Regions from separate parts of the Mus musculus genome. Here all the other regions are linked to region 3. Evidence: chromatin contacts called from public Hi-C and HiChIP or PLAC-seq data. All regions are on one chromosome and are shown on one strand. Each heading gives the region's core, a stretch centred on a gene start, on an enhancer-like site or on the middle of the called end of the contact. The rest is flanking DNA. Distances are from core to core; before and after follow the strand shown.

Region 1 (5,001 bases), core at 838-3,337, 170 kb before region 3:
CTTAGACATACAAATGGGTCCATTTATATGCCTTCTAGAATGGGTATGTATTGGCAGATATATAAATACAGCCTGGAGCTTTCCTAATATATTAATTACTGTGCTGTGCTTTTTTTGCCTACCAACTAATAGCCATAGAAATAAGTCTCCCTTGATAATTTTAAATACTGTACCACAGTTCATCCCAGCATATATTGTAACTTATTTATCCAGACTCAGTTAATAGACAGCTAGCTCAAAGGTTCTTAACACGGGGGTCAAAACCCCAATGTGGAATTGCATATCAGATATCCTGCATAGTGGATATGTACATTATGATCCATGCTAGTAGCAAAATAACAGTTATGACCTAGCAACAAAGTAATTTTATGCTTGGGGACCACCACAACATGAGAGCTGTGCCAAAGGGTTGCGGCATTAGGAAGGTTGAAAACCACTGGTCTAGCTAATCCTTCAGGCTCCCTAGAGACTCATGTCTATTCTGTAATTCTAGATCCCATCAATTGGACAATGAGTAGTAACATAACCACATAATATATCTGTGAAGGTCCTAGGATAAGCCATAGGAAGTGTTATTAATCCATAGACTATGCACTTATTAGTATTAACTCTTAATTACCCAACTATCTACTGGGTAGTTGAACTAACATATCCCCAGCACACTCTTCAGGAGACATTTTGAAGTTGGGTGATGGGGTGAGTTAGTGTATTGATTTACATCTTGCTTATGTATGAGATGGCCTTTTCCAGGATTTGACACTGAGCCTGCAAGTCCCTTTTATGTTCACATTCCAGTGAAGAATCTGATGTTTCAAGTCTGCCCTGTGTCTTACAGGATGCTTGAAGCAGCCTTGGATCATTTGCATTACACTCATATGACCCAGGCTGGATGCTCATTCATCATACAGTAAGGATGATTTTGAACTCCTGATCCTCCTGCTTTCACCTCCAAAGTACTAAGGTTACATATGGATATGGTGTGTGCCACCATATCCGGCTAAATGCTTTGGTTCAGCTGTTTTGCCTTTTTGACCTTAGACATAAGCTCCTAGTGGGAAACACATGAAGACCCTGAAGTTTAATGAGTGGCATATACGTTTATGAAGGAGGAAGAGGAACCTTGGATTTGTAACAGCACTGTGGAGTGCTGTCTGTATGCCCAATGCCCAGTGGCTGAGAAATCAGGGGTCTGCAGGCATTCTATAGATGAGGTTAAATAACTGCTCAGCACCATGGAGCAAGTTTGTTTGAAAAGGCAGGTTTGAAGCTCAGAATCCAGTACTGTGTTCTCCTGTACCCACCGTTGTTTCATGCTGTCTTCTCTATGCTGGAGTGGACGTGTAGTCCAAGTTGAGAACCCTGGCACTGGACTCTCATCCATGCTGTCAAATGGGAGTGATGAGCTTTGAGAGGTTTTCCTATCTAGAGAGTTTGAAGGTGACTCCCTGAGGGTGCTGTTGCTCTGAGGAAGGACTGGTAGTGAATGAGAGGTGATGTCAGGGGGACTTTGTCCCAGGTGATGAAATGCAAATATACGTTCCTGGATTATTACCCAATTAAGGTGAGGATAAGAGCTATTGGGTACCCAGGAGAAGCTGAGATGACATTACTCAAGGCAGACTATATGTGTAAAACAGAATATATCTCAATTATTACACAAACCTTTGTTGGGCATGAGAACAAGCATGGGGTGTCACATAAACTTCATACAGACTGAAGTGGAGAATTTTGAAGGCAGTTCTTGGGGATTCATGATTCTAAATACAAGTCCTCACCTAGAGTAGCGTCCTCAAGTCCTGCAGGAAGTCAGATCCTCATTCCTAGTCACAGAAAGTGGCTTCCTACCCCTGAGAGCTGCTGTGGGCCTGGACAGGAATGATACTAAGTTCTGAGTGATTTCTGGGTCATCCCAGAGGAAGACATGAGATGAGAGTCCTCAGTGTTTTCTGGAAATCCAGGTGGGCTTAACTCCTCTCCAGCTACCAACTGGAGGGTTTCCCAATTGATCATTGAACAGACGTGAAGAGAGAAAGCAGGTCTGATTCATAGACATTGTGTTCACCTAAATGCCCCACCGTCTTTTTGGAGAGATGTAAAGTCTCTTTCCTGTGATTCACATGTATTACTCAGAATCCTTGTACTTACTGGACTCTAAAGCAGAGATTCAGGTTTGGGGGAAGTAACTTTTAAACACTGCAAATAGTGAGTCCTTCTCTCCTTCCCTCTCCTCTAATGCCAATATGGGTTATAGAGCTAGGCAGCTCTGATGTCAGAAAATACTCCCCTTCCAAGTGGTAAGAACACTGGGTGGACCTCTTCCCCATTCTTCAATAGGGAAGACACATTGTTAGTCTAGCGCATCGTATGATGAAACAGGAAACATGTTATCTTTGTGACTCAGCTGTGGCAAAACGCAAATGTCAGTCAGACAATGAGATGGGAATACAGGGGCTTAAGGTCCCTAAGCTTGCTTCTGAAAGAGGACAAAGCATCGGCTGGCGAGTGGTGGCTGTGGTCATGACAGCTGTGTGTGTCCTTGTCTCTTCTCGGCCCTGCCTAGGTCCTTCTCGTAATGTCAGAGATAAGCATTTTTGCTTGTCATTGTGTCTTATACTTCCTGGATACACTGTCACAAATAATGAGAACGTCGAGTCCTTCAGGCTGAGCCAGTGAATGGCATCCACTCTTCTGAACTTTGGATGCTTGCTGGGTAGTCAAGGCCTGGCTTTTCAGTCATTTAGCAGGCAACACAGAGAGTTTGAGTGTTCAGAGAGCTGCCAGTCATTGTTTAATGCTTTAGAGAACATCACAGGTTCTAAATCCAGGGAGGAATTTTTATTCTTCTTCTCTCTCTCTCTCTCAAAAAATTCTTTAGTTGATTTATATGTCTCTGTGTGTATATGCACACATGTGGGTGCAGGACCTGCCTAAGCCAGAAGAGAACACTGGATCCCCTGGAGCTGAAGTTACAGGCAAATGTCAGCTGCCCTTTGTGGGTTCTGGGAACTGAGCTGATATCCTCTGGAAGGACAAGTGTTTTTAATCACGGAGACATCTCTCCAGCCCATCTTCTGTTTCTCAGTTTTTGTCATTTAATTTCTTAAATCAAATTTTTATAAGCTAAAAAGGCAGGAATGCTGGGAGGTGGCTTCCTTGGTAAAATGCTTGCTGTGCACACATAAGAACCTGAGCTAGATCTCCAGTGCCAACGGAAAGGCTAGATGTGGTAGTGGGTCTCTGTAATCTCAGTGCTAGGGCCTCTGGAGCCTGATGGATCCTTGGGGTCCTGACCAATGTAACTGAGTTAGCCAGCTCCAGGTTGGATGAGAGATACTATTTCAGAAGTTAAGGTAGAAAGCAATTGAGGAAGATCCCCAAGGTTGACCTCTGGCCTCCTCATGTATATACATGCATGATCAGGAATACACACACACACACACACACACACACACACACACACACACACACAAATTCATACACACATACACACACAAACAAACATACACATACATCCACATATACTCGCACACACATGCACTCATATACACACATGCAAACATACTACACACATACACTCACACACACTCACATGTGTACTCATACACACACATGCACAGATATATGTGTGTACACACACTTATGTGAGCACACACACTCATATACACATGTATACTCCACACGCGCGCACACACATGCGTGCATGCACACCAGGAACTCCAGTGAGTGTGTTGTTATTTAGTAGCCCCTGATGACCTACTTGGAATCTTGGTGTCAGAGCTCCTTTGGGTCACTCTGTCATGTTGTGTGGCAATCTGGTAACATCAGAAAAGAAATCTTCCCCAAATAAATTTGGCTCTGAGGTAGGAGAAGAAGAGTCAAGTTGACCATGGACATTGTGTGTGCCCCTCACAGATTTATTAACCATTCTCCCAGCTGCTTCTCTTCATCCAGAGAAACAAGTAACACTTCGTCTGTCTAGAAAACCCAGGCCTGTCTCAACCCAGAGAGAGAATCCAGCCACAAAAAAAAAAAAAAAAAAAAAAAATCAAACAAACAAAAAACAACTGTCATGGGCACTTTGCATTTCTGTAGCTTCAGAGAGTAAATTTATAAGGGTCTTGAGGAGGCTTACCCTTTTAATTGTTGGGAGAAGAATAGAAGAAGTTGAACTTAAGGAATCCAAGTGCCTTGGAATGACTTCGAGTGGGTCGTTCATGTGGTTAGGGCAATGCTGTGTCCAAGGGAATACTTTGATTGATTGTGTCAGTGTCCTTGGGTGGCCCTCCCGAGAGCTTGAAGGCTTGTGTAAATTTGGTTTTCTCTAGAAGCTTCTAAGCTTTTACAGATGAGGCCTTATGTCCTCTCTGTTTTGTTCCCATAATAATGATCAGTATAATAAATGGGGCCATGGAGGGATTAAGAATAGAATAAGCTGGTTGGTTGCTGTACAAGTGGATGTTTTCAACTCTATTGAGACTGAGTAGATATTGTAGATGAGAATCCCAGCGGTTAGGTATTTGGTCCTTATGGATAGTAGCCATCATTTCTGCTTCGTTATAATTTATTGGTCATTGTGGTCCTCAACTCAAGGGTTTACACTCGATTTTATTTCATGAACTGGCTTTACCAGAGGCTGTCCAGTACCGTATGTTGAGTGTCCATTCAGGTCCAACGAGAGCTGTAAAGGGTTAATTATTTTATTGAGAGGAGAGAGTAGCATCTACACTGTAGCTGATGCTCCCCTAGTTTCCGTCTCTATGGAGACAGGTTCCTTTGCATCCCTTCTTTGCCTTCCCAGAGCCACTGGTACAATGTGCAGCTTTGGAGACAGTGTGGTGGATTTTGAACCTCCACCCTACCTTGTGTTAATGGTGTGCTTTGAGAAAAGTGTTAAATATCTCAGAATCCCAGTTATCTTCTAAACTAGGGGTAAAAAGGTGTCATTTACAGGACTGCAGAAGGAAGCCATGAATACGGTGGTTGGAAAACAGCAGGAATCTG
Region 2 (4,640 bases), core at 447-2,946, 250 kb before region 3:
GTTTCAGTGAGCACTGGAAGTTCCTGTTGCCCGGCAGGAGCCTTACCAGCTGAGCCGTCTCCCTAGCCACTGCTTGCCTTTAGTTTTTAAACATAAAACTTTTCAGCAGCAAGTGCACTTTTACAGTATTATGCGTTTCATCATCCATGGAACATTGTTTCCACGACAGATTGGTTTTAAACAGCTGACATAGAAACGAATCTCGTGAGAGCAGTTGCTTCTTCCTGTTTGTTTATTTATCTCATTATTTGTTTATTCACGGCATAATTGCTGGCGTGTCCTATTGTTTTCGGCTCCTTTCTGTTGTTGTGATAAAGCACTTTTATCAACAGCAGTTTAGGGAAGGGGAAGGTTTATTTCAAATTGCAGGTTAGGATCCATCACTGGGGGAAAGTCAGGGCAGGAACTCTGAAGGAATGTGGCGCAGAAGCCACAGAGGGATGCCATCTATTGACTCTGTCGCCGTGATCAGTGTCCTGGTTAGGGTTTTACTGCTGTGAGCAGACACCGTGACCAAGTCCACTCTTATAAAGGACAACATTTAATTGGGGCTGGCTTACAGGTTCAGAGGTTCAGTCCATTATCGTCAAGGTGGGAACATGGCAGCATCCAGGCAGGCATGGTGCAGGAGGAGCTGAGAGTTCTAAATCTTCATCTGAAGGCTGCTAGTGGAAAACTCACTTCCAGGCAGCTAGGATGAGGGTCTTAAAGCCCACGCCTACAGTGACACACCTACTCCAACAAGGCCTTGCCTCCTTATAGTGCCACTCCCTAGCCCAAGCAATCAGCATGCATTCTTTCCTCTGTCCTTTCTAAAAAAAAAAAAAAAAAAATTAATCTGTGAGAATTTCAGTGTCTATAGTGAGGTATGACCATACCTACCTCCCATTTCCCTTTCTAATTCCCTCCATGTTCCTAACACTCCCTCCCAACTTCATGGCTTTTATTTCCTTTGATAACCCACTAAGTTCAATTAGAGATACTAGTAAGTGCATGGGTGTGGAGCCATCTGCTGGAACTTGGGAAACCAATTAAGAAATGGTTTCCTCCTACCCCAGTGACGATCCACTTCCTTACTGTTGGATGGAGTGGGGTAGAGATGAGCTACTCCTTCGGTTGCTGGCTCCTGGAAATCAAACCCAGCAACACTCCGGCCAGTTCTTCCTCCTAGCTTCATCCCTCTGTAGAGATAATGGATATAGGAACCAACCTTTTTCTAGACTGAATAAGAAGAAAAGAAGGCAGATTAAACAGGAAAAAAAAATTCATGTCTTAAAAATATTCATGGTGTTTTCCTCTTTTCCAATAAGAGTCTTAGACATCAAATTTGGGAGTCTAGAAGGGAAGGGAGCAGGAAGCCTTAGGTGACTGAATGTGATTGTCAATGGGGCCTGAGTTGATGGAGGCTGGATTAAGGGAACCTTCTAGAGGGGGAAATGTCTACTGTGATCCCCCATCAGGGAGTTCCTGGGTTTCACTGAGGTTCCTTACCATAGAAGAGAGGCTCAGATAATTCATGCTGTGTGGGCCTTATCCCAAGATTTAACCAACTCTTATCTATGTGTTAGCTTACAGCAGAGCGGCTCTGGTTGCAGAATGTTGCAATTCGAATGGGACACTTCTGAGCCCAGAATCTATTAGTCACTCAAAGAGGAAGTAACAGAAGGTCATTCATGAAGGGAACATTCTTTCATTCAGTGACCTGTCAGAAGGAGGAAGCACCAATGCCTAATGGCTTTCTCAACCTCCTAAGACACTGGATATGCCAGAAGGGGAAGCCGCAGTAATAAGGCTGGGGGCTCTCCTGATACATTATCTCATTAGTGTGCCGGGTCTCACTGAATGTTAATTAAGTTGGCATTCCAGGTAGAGAACTCTGATGTCTAGGAATACTTTCTCATTCCTTGCAGAGGGTTGAAGAGTGGCTCTCCAGGGCTCTCTTTGTGACTCCTAAGAGAACAGCAGACAAAGGAGGCTTTTGTAGGACGAAGAAACATGGAAAACCTCTTGGTGAAACTTTATGAGGATGTAGTTGCAGTACATACATGCATGAGATGTGTGTGTGTGCGTTTATATGTGCAAGAATGCACATGCACACACACATACACGTACACACATGGACACACATGCATACCCAGATAGGTATTTATGGTTTTAAATGTTCAGCTGCCTCTGACTACCTTATTAGTTCAGATTGGCCTCTTTCAGGGAGACTAGCTGAAGAGAGGCTTTGAAGTGGTGAATGGGACCATGAAACAGACAAGCCTCTGGGGGCGCTGCGGAAGCAGCTGCCAGTGGGGGGTGTCTGGAAGGCTCCTGACTTTATCTGTAAGGCTCTTGTCGGCAATAACCTGGTTTTACCGTTGTATAATCAGCAGACCAACCAATAAAAATATCAAAATGTTCAGAAGAATTGAGCACAGAAAGCCACCGTCTTCAACAACCTCCCCCCTACACCAACCCACTCTCTTTTGCCACAGTCTTACCCAGCTCAGCCTTTCCCACAGCTATGGAGAAGTGTACAGTCTACAGGTCATTTAATCTGGCCTTGTGGTCAATGCCTTGGCCATTTCTGTTTTCCATGTTGAGGAGATTGAATAGTGTTTCCTTCCAACCTGTGAATGCGATTTTACTTAATTAATTTAAGGATCTGAGGATGACCACATCCTAATTTACATAGCTCCCAAATTCAATGTTAAGTTTCCTTATAAGACGAGAAGAGAAGGCCCAGGGTGGGGAGGGGACCCTGTGAAGATGGAGGCATAGATCGGAGTGAGGAAGCCACAAAGCCACAGGGAGTCTTAGGTCCCAAGAGGCTACAGGAAAGGCTCTCTTTTAGATCCTATGGGAAAAGTGTAGCTCTGCTCGACCCCTTGATGCTGGGCTTTGGGATTCCTTAACTAGGGGAGAGATTCTCTGTTAAACTACCCAGTACATCGGTTTCTTCTCATAGCAGCCTTAGGAATCAGAGACAGCTCTGGTGTTCTCTTCAGTGAGCATCTCTAGTTGTAAAAGATAACACTCAGGACATAGCTGTGCACATCTGCAGTGCACATCTGATTCTATGTCCTGGTGATCTTTCCTCCTCCACTGCATCCTGGGAATAATTCTACAAGTGACCAGAGTAATGGTTGTGTGTACCAAGTCTTCCTTAGCCTTTAGAACAACCCATAGATACATTTGCTCTTTCCCTCACTGTCTCCCTCCCTTTCTCTTTTCATCTTCCCCCTCCCTCTCTGAGATGGAAGTTTAGACTGGTATAATCGCTTGCACAGATTATATGCTGGTGTAGGAGGTAGGGTCAAGGGTCAGACCAGTTTCCATGTAAATGTGAGTTCTGTGCTCTCAGTCACAATGCTGGGATGAGAAGATAAGCCACAGTGTGGGCTCTGTGCTGTATGGCTGTACTCTGGCATGATGGCCACTCTATGGTGAGTTCTGAGTGGAGGTTGTCTTATGTCCAGGAAAAGCTAAGACCCATTGGGTCCAGAAAATAGTACCAGACAGATGGCCCATCCTGGAATGCAACCTGAGAAGTGGACTGAAAATCCATCAGTCTTGGGCTTGGGAGATGACTGTGCACGTGGAAGGACTGGAGTTTGACTCCTCAGCACCCACAGGGTGTAATGCCTACTTGCAATCAAGGGAAGCAGAGGTGGGATCCTTGGGGGCAGCTGGCTACCTGGGCTAGCTGAACTGAGCTCTGGGTTTGGGAAAGAACTTGCCTCAATATACGAGATGGCGAAAAAAATCAAACACACACACATACACACACACACACTGGCATGTGCATGTATACCTACACATATGTGTACTCACATACATACAAACATACTTAAAACACACACACCACACACATGTGCAATAAGAACTTCCTCTGTCTTGACAGTAAACCTCCAGTTATTCCTAGCCCCTTTTATGTGACAGGTGTTGCTCTGTCTTTTAAAAAATATTTATTTATTTTACTTTTATTTATGTGTATGGGTATTTTGTCCTTGTGCAACAAGGATGTGTGCCACACACATGCCTGGTACCATAGATCCCTGTGACTGGAGTTATAGACAGTTGTGAGATGCCATGTGTGTGCTAGGACTTGAACCCAGGTCCTCTAGAGGAGAGGTTGGTTTTCTTAACCACTGAGCCATCTCTCCAGCCTTGGCTTTAAGTCTTAAATGTACTCATCTACTGCAAACAGGCACTCAGTTAGAATGGAAGGTTTAACATAGAACTTCTTGGTATTCAGGCATGGGTAAATTCTTGACTCAGAAAAGTATGAGAGGAAAAAAAAAGCTCTTGTCTCCAGCATGGAAGTTGTGGGTAGGTTACTGAGAATGTCAGGCTGGTGGTGTGGCCCAGTGGGTACGGCTGCTTGCATGCCCTGGCTTTGATTCCTAGAAACCATAGTGTAGTCGGAGAGAACTGATTTTTTCACGTTGTCATCTGACCTTCACACACACAGTATGACACGCATGTGCACCAGCATATATACATGCAATGTGTGTGTGTGTGTGTGTGTGTGTGTGTGTGTGTATTCCTAGTGCTCACTAGGAATGAGATCACTGGGCATTGTACATTAGGAGAGTGACAGCAGCAATTGAGGATGGGGACCTTGCTCCAGGGTTATGACCAGTGAAGTCTGG
Region 3 (5,014 bases), core at 800-3,299:
ATTTCAGATGCATTTCCTTTGTTTCCGGGAATCTGAAGATCTCTTCTTATGCTGACCAGTGACTTGTGTTTGTCTCGTTGCTGCTGTTGGGATCATGTCTCCTTGCTTATTTGAAGATGTAGGATGCGTAGTTGGTTTGCAGCCCTGGCCTTTGGGACTGTGCTGTGCTTGTAAGTCACGGACGCTCGGTAGAAGGGGTTTGTGAAGAGCCACATTTTGTCCTGTCTCCAGCTTGATTCTGCGATGCTTTATTTACTGCCTGTGACTGGTGAGCCAAACACCTTGTGTAATTCAATGTCATCGAATGGGTTTTCAGAAGAGACATTCACATCAGAGCTGGAGAGGTAGCTCAATGACTGAGAGAAAGCACTTGCTGATACTCCGGAGGACTTGAGTTTGGTTTTCAGTACCATGTCAGGTGGCTCACAACTATCTGTAACCCAAGGTCCGGAAGATCTAATGCCCTCTTTTAGCCTCTGCAGGCACCTTCACACACATGGCGTACAAGAGCTCGCGCACGCGCGCGCACACACACACACACTTACTCACTCATGTACACTAGATTCAAGTCAGCTGTGTTTTCTAATGTAATCAAATTCAAAGGCTCTTATAAAATATATAGCTACCTAATAGCTGATCATGAATCCACGGATGTAGAAATGATTGTTGTTATACAATTTTCTCTTCTACACTGCTGCTCCATAAACATAAAGATCAAGCCAGTGAGCAGAGAGTCTCATCTGAACTCCAGCCCTGGTTCTGAGGTTGGAAGGATGAGAGTACAGGGTTCTGCATTCTGACAAGTCTTGGTGAACATGCCTCCAGTGTATGTCCAACAGCTAGTGAGACACTGAGCAGCATCTGAGGAGGTTCAAACCTGCCCTCACAATGATAGTCACTAGTGTTTCAGAGGAACCAAAGAATGTGCGCGTTTTAAAACTGCATGCTCGGAACGCTGTCTCTGAGTCCTCTAAACGCACGATTTCTGCATTTCTAGACTATTGAGAAGGACAGCATTGTCCTTTGTTAATTTAAACTCTGGATTAACCCAGCCTGCCATCGCTGAACCTTCCAGTTTCTGAAGGAGGACCACCCTGTTTTAGGGAACGATTGGTTACTGATGGAAACAAGGCTGGGGGAGTTTGAAGAATAAATCGCAGTGCCTGCCATCAGCTTTGAGCATTAAAGTGCCGTGTAAAGTACAGCTCTGGCTCAAAACAGGCCTTCACACTTCTGGTCCAATAGGTCATAGGCATTAACTCTTGCTCAAGCGGCAAGTCTGGGAAGACTGGCACGTGGAGGCTGTGGGAGTGGCTCATTCCTTGAGCTCTCAGAAGCTAGACTCTGCCTTGTGTGTTGGCACTGCATGGGGGGGGGGAAGTGAGTGGAGGGTGAAGGATTTATGTTAGGAGAACCTCACACAAGAAGAACTATGTTCTTGTGTAATTTTGTTCACTTTGGGGGCCATTCTGGATTTGATGGCAGCCTTCAGCTAGTTAAAGGGGCCAAATGGCAGGCTCGTTTAGGAGAAAGCCCCTGATTATTGGTGGTAAGGTGAAGGGCGTGTGTCAGTGGTGTGGTGGCATGTGCTAACAACCTCTGCCTTCTAGAACTCCACAGGCTTCCCTATCTTGTTCCCACCCTGCCTCCTCTTCTTCCCGTCCACTTCTGCAATACCTTCTCTACCTGCCCTTACAATGTCAGTTGCTGGAGTCTCTTTTGGGAGGACATCGATATTTGATCCATTTATCATCCTGTGAACTGAGAATCTGAAAGGCAAGGCTGTTAAGAAAACCAAATAAGTTCAAACCAAATAAACCACTGTATCCATATTTCAGATGAGAGAAGGGAGAGGCAGGCTTTGCTCTCTGGGAAGTTTTCATGCCAGGCTGGAAGGAACTCGGAGTTATCAGAATGTGGGATCTTTGATTAGACATTTCCTGCTTGGTTTTCATGGGTCTCGGTGCCAGGAATTGTTGAAAGGCGCCCGCCCGGTTGGCTCTATCTTAGATGCACAACCACTGCCTCCTGCTGGAGGAGATGTGGCTGAGGAGGAGTAGCCTGCATTGTCAAGGCCTGCTCAATGCCAGAGTCAGATCCAGGCATCTTGCCTCCAGACTCTGTGGGTTTAGTGTGATCAAGTCCTCGCTCCCCCAGAACTCAAAGTGCATTTGAAATGCACAGCATTTTTTTTTGAAACATGAAAGTAACAGAGTGGCGAATTGAAGCTGAAACCTTTTAGTGTTCCTGTATGGTGTGCTGATGCAGGCAACAGGACGTGGTTTTAGAGTTAGTAGTGAGGGTTGCAAATCAAATGAAAGCAGTGTCAGCCATGCACATTGACGGGCCGGATGGGTCATGGGTCATATATACCCAGTTGGCCAATGATTCTTGCCCAAATAAAGCATAAACTTAATGTTTTTGGAATATATATATATATATATATATACACACACACACAAACATACATATACACACATATATAATATATATACATATATATGCATACATGCATATATACATATATACTGTTGTTATCAAACGAAGATAAACTTTTTTCTGTGAGCAATGAAAGGCAGACACATTTGAACACTAGATTCTATAGTACCCAGGAATCGCCGTGTTTATAATTAGACTATGTAAAGAATTTTACTCCCGATGGATAAATCATTCAGAAAGCCATGTTGTAAGGTAACTGAACATAAGGTCTTGATGGAGAGCTCCCTTCTAAAATGTATGCATGTCAGGTGCTTACCTAATGGGTTAACTAATGGGTTAACTGCAGTGTTGGGAGAGTGCCCCCTGTTGGTAGTCTCTTGTACTACAGCATACATCCACCTTAGAAGCATTCTTGAGAGCTCTGGTATTATTGGTCAGAGTGGCCCTCGCTTTCATTTTTTTGTTACAGTCTCAATGGAAATGGCAGTGGCACAAAGGCACACATTTCAATCATATTTTAATAGTGGTCAGTATATTAGAATTGTTGTCCTTTTAGATTGCAACTAAGCAGTCTGAAGATACAAATGCATATGAATACTGGGGTCACTAACTCTTTTGGGGAACACATCTTATGGATGTGTTTGAGTGACAGAAAACCAAACACCATAAGGAGAAATGAAACTGCCTGTGTCTGGAGCCGACTGATGAGCTGTGATACATCTGTCCAGTGGAGAATACTCTGCAGGCATTTTCTAACTGAAGCACAGCTACAGAGCCTGGTAGAGAATGCTGCTAAGCCATTTTTTAAACTTTTATTACATTTACTTATCGTGTGTGTGTGTGTGTGTATGTGTGTGTGTGTGTGTGTGTGTGTGTGTGTGTGTGTGTAGTGAGATCCTGTAGGTCTGGGTCAACAGGCTTGCCAGAAAACATCTTTACCCATTGAGCCATATTGCCAGCCATAGGCCATATTTTATACAGAGGCATAAAACAACTTGAGTAAACTGTCTTTTGCGTAATACATTCAAAGAAAGAACATGCATAGCTGTGTTGATGGCTTCTTATAAATTTATATCCTTTTCACTACTTGAGTTTGTTTTTAATACATATATATTGTATACAATCATCTCATTTAAAATAAACAGAAATGTTGACCTGAGACTTGAACTCAGAAAGCTGGGACTAGGTGTAATTATGTCATCTCTGTTTCCCGTGTGGGTGTTAAATGAGTGACTGATAAATAGCATGAGATGCATGAAGTGAATATACATGAGGATCCATGACAGTATTACCTAATGTCTCCTGTTTAGGTGGACGCTACCTAAAAGAAAGGATTTTCTTTTCAAATGATTAAGTTGCATAAGCCCTTCATGTACCTGCCTCTTAACACCAGTGTTATGGCCAGTAAGTTATGTGCTTCTCGGGTTGACAAGAAGAGAGATCCATTTCCTGAGATGCAAATCTAAATTGTATATCATTCTCCTGTTTTCACTTTCAACTTCAATCTAAACTTTATATTTAAATTTAAATGTATTTAAAACTATACATTTCTTCCTTCATTTTGTTATTTACCAAACATACTCTCTATAGTAGGCCAAAAAGTTTGTGACGTGTTCACAATTTATGTTTGGAAAGACAGAATTGTGAACTAGGGTGTTTTATTCCTAAATCTGTCTCCTAAATATACGCATGATACTTTCCCTGTGTCAAAATGCTGTAAATCTAATCTAGCACCACCTTTTTATATGGTTTTACCCAAGTAAAAGAATTTAGACTCTGCCTTAGAGATGACTGAGCCCGTGACTTCCACATCCTCGCATGGCCTGGCTCTCCCACGTTCTCAAAGATCCCAGTGTGAGCTGTTGTGTAACAGTCCTGAGGTGAGAAGGAAGACAGACATTTGACTTGCAGGCGACACTTGAAAAAATATTGTAACTGGGCAATAGTTGTAAAAACCCTTTCAGCGTTGATGGCGTAAGGGCTTTTCCAAGAAATGTCTTTCCAGAGAATGTTAATAATAACTCGGGAACATCCCATTTGGGAAGCACAGCAGAGGGCCACCGCGTTTTCTTAGGAGACCCAGGATCCCACTCTGGTTCGACGACTGGTTCTCCCCGCTGCACTAGGCACATGCTTTCAAATCTCCTGTATCTAAAATTAAGAGCTCTCTGTGAACTAATGACAATTTAATCCTGTCTTAGTGTGAGCGCATGCAGCCTTTTGGCCACATGTTCTGTACACTGTGATTCCCGAAAAGTAACTGCGATCCAGGTAGAATGGAGGATGGCTAAGCTAGAAGCTCATGCAAGCCTTCTAAGCTGAGTTGGAAGTATTCCATGAAGGCAGGGTTCACTTCTGTGGGGTTGAATGTTGGTGTCCAGGGAAATTATATGCTGTGTGGAATGGCTGGCCTGCAATTTTTACTGTTCCTCACTGAGAGATTGTTGTATTTATTTAGAAAATGAAACATCACCCCTCCCATAAAGCAAAAAAAAAAAAAGCTTTCTTTTTACAATGGGGTGGTTGTAAAACAACATTCAATAAAGAATTATGTCTATACATCTGTTAGCCTGGT
Region 4 (5,013 bases), core at 932-3,431, 190 kb before region 3:
CGGAGTGGAGAGCTTCTTGTGCCCAGTGGAAAAAGTGACCTTGGGTGGGCTAACATTTTTCGTGTGGAGAAAGGCAGGGGAACTTAGCCAGAGGTCACCTAATGAAGAATGTGTCCTTAGATCCTCTATTCTCTGGGAGAGTTAGGCAAGCGAGGTCATAATGAGAGCCTGGGGTTGGTAGAGGCTGCACATCTCAAATAGGCCTTTGGATGAGTTCATGTGCATTTATGTCTTAAAACTCCATATTATTTGACTACTACTGCACTGTGTGTGTGTGAAACCATCCGACTAATTGTTTGAGATCGGATCTCTCACTGGAGCTGAGAGCTAGACCATTTGGTTAGGCTGGCCAGCCAGTGAGTCTAAGAGATGTGCTGTCTCCATCCCTCCGGCTTTGAGATGACGAGATCAAAGGCGCACATCCTTGTGCACAGCCTTTTCTCCTTTTACAGTGGGTTCCCAGACCATTATGTTCCCTTAGAAAGCACTCTGTCCGCTGAGCCACTCCTCGAACCCCTCAGTGCTGCTTTTTGATAACCAGTATCCTCAGGCCAGACACGGCAATTTATTATTTGGCCGAATATAATTTTCTACTTCTCTCTCTGTTCTTCCGTAAGGCAAATTTTTTCATAGCTGTCTATAAATAGAAGGAAATGTTAATTTATGTGTGTGCACTCCAGAGAAAGACATAACCAGCATGCGGTTCCCTCCAGTGACTATGAAGGGAGAGCTGGGACGGGAGAGAAGGGTCAACATGTTGGTCACTGGAGCTTAGTTACCTGTGTGGCAAGGAGAACTTGCACAAACTCAGAGTAGAAATCTCGCAGGATATTCCTTCTTGGAAGATTTTCCAGTCCCTGGGCATTTACCCCATGAGGTATGAAGAACATACAGCACTCCCTGAATGTTCTTTTCATAATCTAGAAAGGAGCTAACTCTGGATCCGAATGGTAAAGCCCTATTGGGCTAAACAGCATGGGATACTCTAAATATTTCTCCTTCAAGGAATTCCTGACCTTGGGGCAAGTGATAGACTGCGCGAGTGGGTGCATGACCTGTTGGGTCAGTCTCTCTCTGCTGAGTGGGGGTGGGGGGTGGGGGGGTGGGGGGGTAGGGTTGTGTTACCTGTGTTGACTGAGCCTGTGTGTCTTCAGCTGGGCCTCAGTTAATGGCAGGGTAATGGCGTTTCATCTGAGAGGCTGCCTCTGATGGAACGGACGTTGCCTGTGCTTGCTGGTTCCTGTTGTTTAAGTTGGATGCGTGCTGACGCGATGGAGCAGCAGTCTGGGTAAATGCTAAGGGGACCATATTTGTTCGTGACATCGGAAGTGAGGCCTCAACTTGTTATATTTATTTCTCTGGCTGCCCCCATCTTATGACTGAACCGTGGCAAGTGAACTCTTTTCTAGGCTGCAGTCCATTTGTCAGAAACAATTTCCATAGTTTTGAATTTTCTTTTTGGGGAGTAGTTGTGCAGCACAAATGAAAGCTTCCCCCTCCCGTGGCACTTGCAATTCACTCTAAATGTCTGTGGTTTGCTCTAAGCCAGGCATCAGTGCCTCTTCTTGGAGGTATAAGTTCACGTAGGGTCTGGCAGAAGTTGTAGACAGGATGTTGACTTGTGTGTCTTTGACTGACTGACTAGGAGGCCCAGGAGAGGTGCTACATGGCTCCAGGCAATCTCAACTTTTTAGCCAAGGCCTCTAAAATGTAAGGTCTTAAAGTGCTTGCTTAAGATTTCTGGGGCTGATTTACCCACAAGGATCTTTTAAAATTACACTTGTTTTCTCCCAGAGAGAACATGGGCAAAGGCTGTCCGGTGATCTCCCTGCTAACTCCTGACTTGGTCCCCTTTTTGCTTCTCAGATTTAGTAGTTCTCATAAGCTATGAAATGCTCTCCACCAGGGTCTTCCACCATTGCTAGTCTTATTCTCTGATGATGCAGCAGGGCCTTAGACAGAAATGACCTACGGCAACCTGTGAGTCCCGGTCCCGTGAGGGCTCCTTGTGTTATGACAGTTCTGAGTCACTTTACTTATTTTAACATTTGCTGGCAACCATATACAAGACACAAGAGTCCCTCAGTAATAGGCAAGTCATGAGAATGTCTCCTATAGCCCAGTGGCTTTTGGAGGATAGCTCACATCCATGGTTACTGACATCATTGTAGACTCTTGGATGGTGACCAAGTATAGGCTTTTACTCCTGCAACTGAGGAAGTCGAAGCCCTCGCTGGTGGACCACAGTTTTGTGTACTTGAAATGTGAAGTCCTTCCTTAGGAAGGTAGAAGTGGTTTAGAGAACTCAGTTCTTATTGAGACCCTGACAGGAATCTGAACAAACTGATTACTGTCAGCTTTTTTTATTTTTCTGATACTGATTTTGGACAGTGTGGTGTTGGAAACTCAGACCAATGATTATGAACAATTAATTGTATTGTGACAAGACAAAAGGACCCACCAGGAATATCAGTGTCTATTTTAGAATTAGATTCTAGCGGAAAGCTTGTAAAACATAAGGGGAAATATGAAAAATTATGCATCTCCTGCTTCCTGGACAATATGAGCATTTTAAAAATCAGGGTTACGTCATATGAAGCTGTCTCTGCCTTTTGAAAATCCAAATGAGCCTGGGTCAAAATATTTTTTGGCAGAGGAATATACATTGTTTTGAAACAATAGGCTGGGAGAACTTCGAGTGCCTCTGGAGTGACTCCTGTAGCTCCGAGGTGAGGCAGGACTCATGGTTGACTGGTCGCTTTCTTTGGATGTCTCAGTTGCTATAAGCAAGCATCTGTATAGCAGATGCTATGCTGCAAGTGAATGCTGGAGAGCACTGGATAGTTGGTAGAGGGTTTTATTTATTTATTTTTATTTCATTATTGAACCATGATCTAGAAGAAATCCAAGTTTGTATTCTTCTGAAGAGAGACGATGTTGTCATCTGCCAGTGTATATGTCCCTCCCCAACGTGAGCTTGTGCTTATGCACGCAAAGTGTCCTCGAGATATTTGTAACTGTGGTCTGACAACATGAGACCAAGCTGCATTTGTTTATGCTACTGTTTAAAAAAAAATGAGAAGAATTCTATTCAGCCGCTGACAGTATTTCATTGTATGATTTTAAATTTCTAGGGTGGATGCCCAGATATTTGGAAATATTCATAGAAGTATTTAAAATTGAGGGCAGTAAACTATTTCTTTAAACAAAGTTCTACTGGAACACAGCTATGTTCACTACTTGCATGTCTTTGAGTGTGAGGGGAGGGGAGGGGTCGCAGCGAAGGATAGGAAGGGGCATCTGATGCCCTGAAGCTGGAGTTGGAGGTGCTTGTGGACTGCCCAACATGGCTGCTTGGATCCAAACTGCAGTCCCCAGGACAGGGCAGCGAGCGCTGAGCCATCTTTCCAGCCCTCTAAACTCCTAGGTACAGGTGCATTTGGGCTATGCCAGTAGAGCCAAATGGTTCTAATAATGTCCTTTTGGCCTGCATTTCTATACTCTACTGCCTAGACTGTGAGCCTCTGCTCTAAGTTCTGACAGCCGCTGCTTATACAATGCAATTTTGAAGAATGCTGAAGTCCTCTTTGCAAGTAAAATATCTATTTATTAAACTAATTCCTTCTTTCCTTCCTTCTTTCCTTCCTTCCTTCCTTCCTTCCTTCCTTCCTTCCTTCCTTCCTTCTTTCCTTCCTTCCTTCCTTTCTTCCTCCCTCCGTCCGTCCCTCCCTCCCTCCCTCCCTCCCTCCGTTCCTTCTTCCCTTCCTTTTTTCCTCTCTTCCTCTTTTCCTCTCTTCCTCTCTTCCCCCTTTCTGTAATTGTTTTTTCTTTTCTTAAGATAGGGTCTGGCTACATAGTCCTAGCTAGCCTGTTACTCACTGGGTAAAACAGGCTGGCCTTGAACTCACAACAATCTTTCAGCCTGTTGCCCGAGATGGGAGACTACAGGTGTGTGTCTTCACACCTGGCTTAAACGATCCATCTTGAGCTCTAGTGTTAAAACCTCCATAGAAGGAAAAACTTCCTTGGAAAACCATTTGAAAAGAACTGTGGGACTTCTTTTTTTCCTTCTGAGAAATTACAGGAAGAAGGCCAACTCAGCTGATGGCTTTAAACTCCTTTAGCTTCATCTCTTTGATGGCCTGGCAGTTTGAAAAGCTATCGTGTGGAAGAGGCATTGGATGGTGATACAGGGACACCTTCATTTGGACTAATATGTTGCTTCAAGACCACATTTCAGTTTAGAAATCACTGTGTGCCTATGACAGGTTGAGTGGCCTGTTGCAAGACATTGTCAGATGAAGCCTGGAGGACGATTTGGTGCTGTAAGCCTATCAGTGTATGAGTGATGACGGTGTAGAAAAGCCTCCGAGGCCCTGCTCCAACTTTGAAATTGTAATGGCTTCTCTGGTTAAAATTTGGTTTCTAAGTTGAGGTTTGAGCCACACTTTAATTTATTACGAGTCTCTAGAGGCATCCTGGATGATTTTATGAAAATACAATTCTTGTCAGGCTAAAGAAATCCAGGGGTAGGGGAGGGGTGAGATTGGATAGGCTGACTAGCGCTGGTCCCCTCTGGTTGTTCCATGAAGACTGGCAAGGTAAAGACACTGTTACTCAGAAGACTTAAAATTGGCACTGTTATTGTCATCAGCTTCTGCCAACATCCCTACTTAACTCATTTCGGCTGGGACAGAGGAGGGACCTGAATGATGGTATATCACACACAGAGAAGTCAAAATAGGGTGACAGTCTCCTCCAACGTAGAGAGAGATGGAGCTGTTAAAAGCAGATGTGCTGAGCTCACGTCTCAGTATCATCGTACTGTGTTATCAAAAGCAGCCTTTGATAACGAGTGTGTGGCTGTGTTCCAATTAAACTTTATTGACAGAAACCAAGCGGTGGGTCGGTCAGGTTTGGCCCGTGAGCTATAGTTGGCTGGTCCCACATGGAGACTTTGAAAGTTATGACTGGCTAGAAAATATCAGTTTCATTTCTTTCATGTTTTAGAGC

What was found. Hi-C and Micro-C count contacts between places; a contact is called where the count stands out from the background. HiChIP or PLAC-seq counts read pairs in DNA pulled down with a chosen protein or histone mark.
Region 1: a contact with region 3 is called in an H3K27ac HiChIP or PLAC-seq map of the HPC-7 cell line, with 8 times the contacts expected there. The contact joins two enhancer-like sites. A contact is called at or near these places in 1 of 15 datasets of contacts at CTCF or cohesin (the NIH/3T3 cell line), 12 of 484 Hi-C or Micro-C datasets (the C2C12 cell line, the HPC-7 cell line, brown adipocytes and 6 more), 4 of 115 datasets of contacts at active chromatin or transcription factors (the HPC-7 cell line, the NIH/3T3 cell line, fibro-adipogenic progenitors and 1 more) and 1 of 9 other capture datasets (adipose tissue).
Region 2: an H3K27ac HiChIP or PLAC-seq map of the HPC-7 cell line shows a contact between it and region 3, with 7 times the contacts expected there. The contact joins two enhancer-like sites. A contact is called at or near these places in 1 of 15 datasets of contacts at CTCF or cohesin (the NIH/3T3 cell line), 16 of 484 Hi-C or Micro-C datasets (the AML12 cell line, the HPC-7 cell line, embryonic stem cells and 10 more), 3 of 115 datasets of contacts at active chromatin or transcription factors (the HPC-7 cell line and embryonic stem cells) and 1 of 9 other capture datasets (adipose tissue).
Region 4: a Hi-C map of pancreatic cancer cells shows a contact between it and region 3, with 2.0 times the contacts expected there. The contact joins two enhancer-like sites. A contact is called at or near these places in 1 of 15 datasets of contacts at CTCF or cohesin (the NIH/3T3 cell line), 10 of 484 Hi-C or Micro-C datasets (the C2C12 cell line, the P5424 cell line, adipose-derived mesenchymal stem cells and 5 more), 4 of 115 datasets of contacts at active chromatin or transcription factors (the NIH/3T3 cell line, embryonic stem cells, fibro-adipogenic progenitors and 1 more) and 1 of 9 other capture datasets (adipose tissue).

The regions. Positions count from the first base shown.
Region 1 is chr17:75,197,439-75,202,439 of GRCm38.p6, forward strand. All of the region lies in intron 5 of Ltbp1 (latent transforming growth factor beta binding protein 1), which reads left to right. Among named protein-coding and RNA genes, the nearest start is that of Ltbp1, 190 kb to the left of the region's middle. Within about 2 kb of position 2,088, at least 61 of the 459 cell types and tissues checked have an H3K27ac peak or open chromatin away from gene starts, as enhancers often do. A contact at or near this core is called in the C2C12 cell line, the HPC-7 cell line and the NIH/3T3 cell line, where this site is marked.
Region 2 is chr17:75,118,000-75,122,639 of GRCm38.p6, forward strand. All of the region lies in intron 3 of Ltbp1 (latent transforming growth factor beta binding protein 1), which reads left to right. Among named protein-coding and RNA genes, the nearest start is that of Ltbp1, 110 kb to the left of the region's middle. Within about 2 kb of position 1,697, at least 42 of the 459 cell types and tissues checked have an H3K27ac peak or open chromatin away from gene starts, as enhancers often do. A contact at or near this core is called in the HPC-7 cell line and pancreatic cancer cells, where this site is marked.
Region 3 is chr17:75,367,507-75,372,520 of GRCm38.p6, forward strand. The region is part of intron 31 of Ltbp1 (latent transforming growth factor beta binding protein 1); the gene reads left to right. Among named protein-coding and RNA genes, the nearest start is that of Rasgrp3, 66 kb to the right of the region's middle. Within about 2 kb of position 2,050, at least 17 of the 459 cell types and tissues checked have an H3K27ac peak or open chromatin away from gene starts, as enhancers often do. A contact at or near this core is called in the C2C12 cell line, the HPC-7 cell line, the NIH/3T3 cell line and 1 more, where this site is marked.
Region 4 is chr17:75,173,045-75,178,057 of GRCm38.p6, forward strand. The region is part of intron 4 of Ltbp1 (latent transforming growth factor beta binding protein 1); the gene reads left to right. Among named protein-coding and RNA genes, the nearest start is that of Ltbp1, 170 kb to the left of the region's middle. Within about 2 kb of position 2,182, at least 4 of the 459 cell types and tissues checked have an H3K27ac peak or open chromatin away from gene starts, as enhancers often do. A contact at or near this core is called in pancreatic cancer cells, where this site is marked.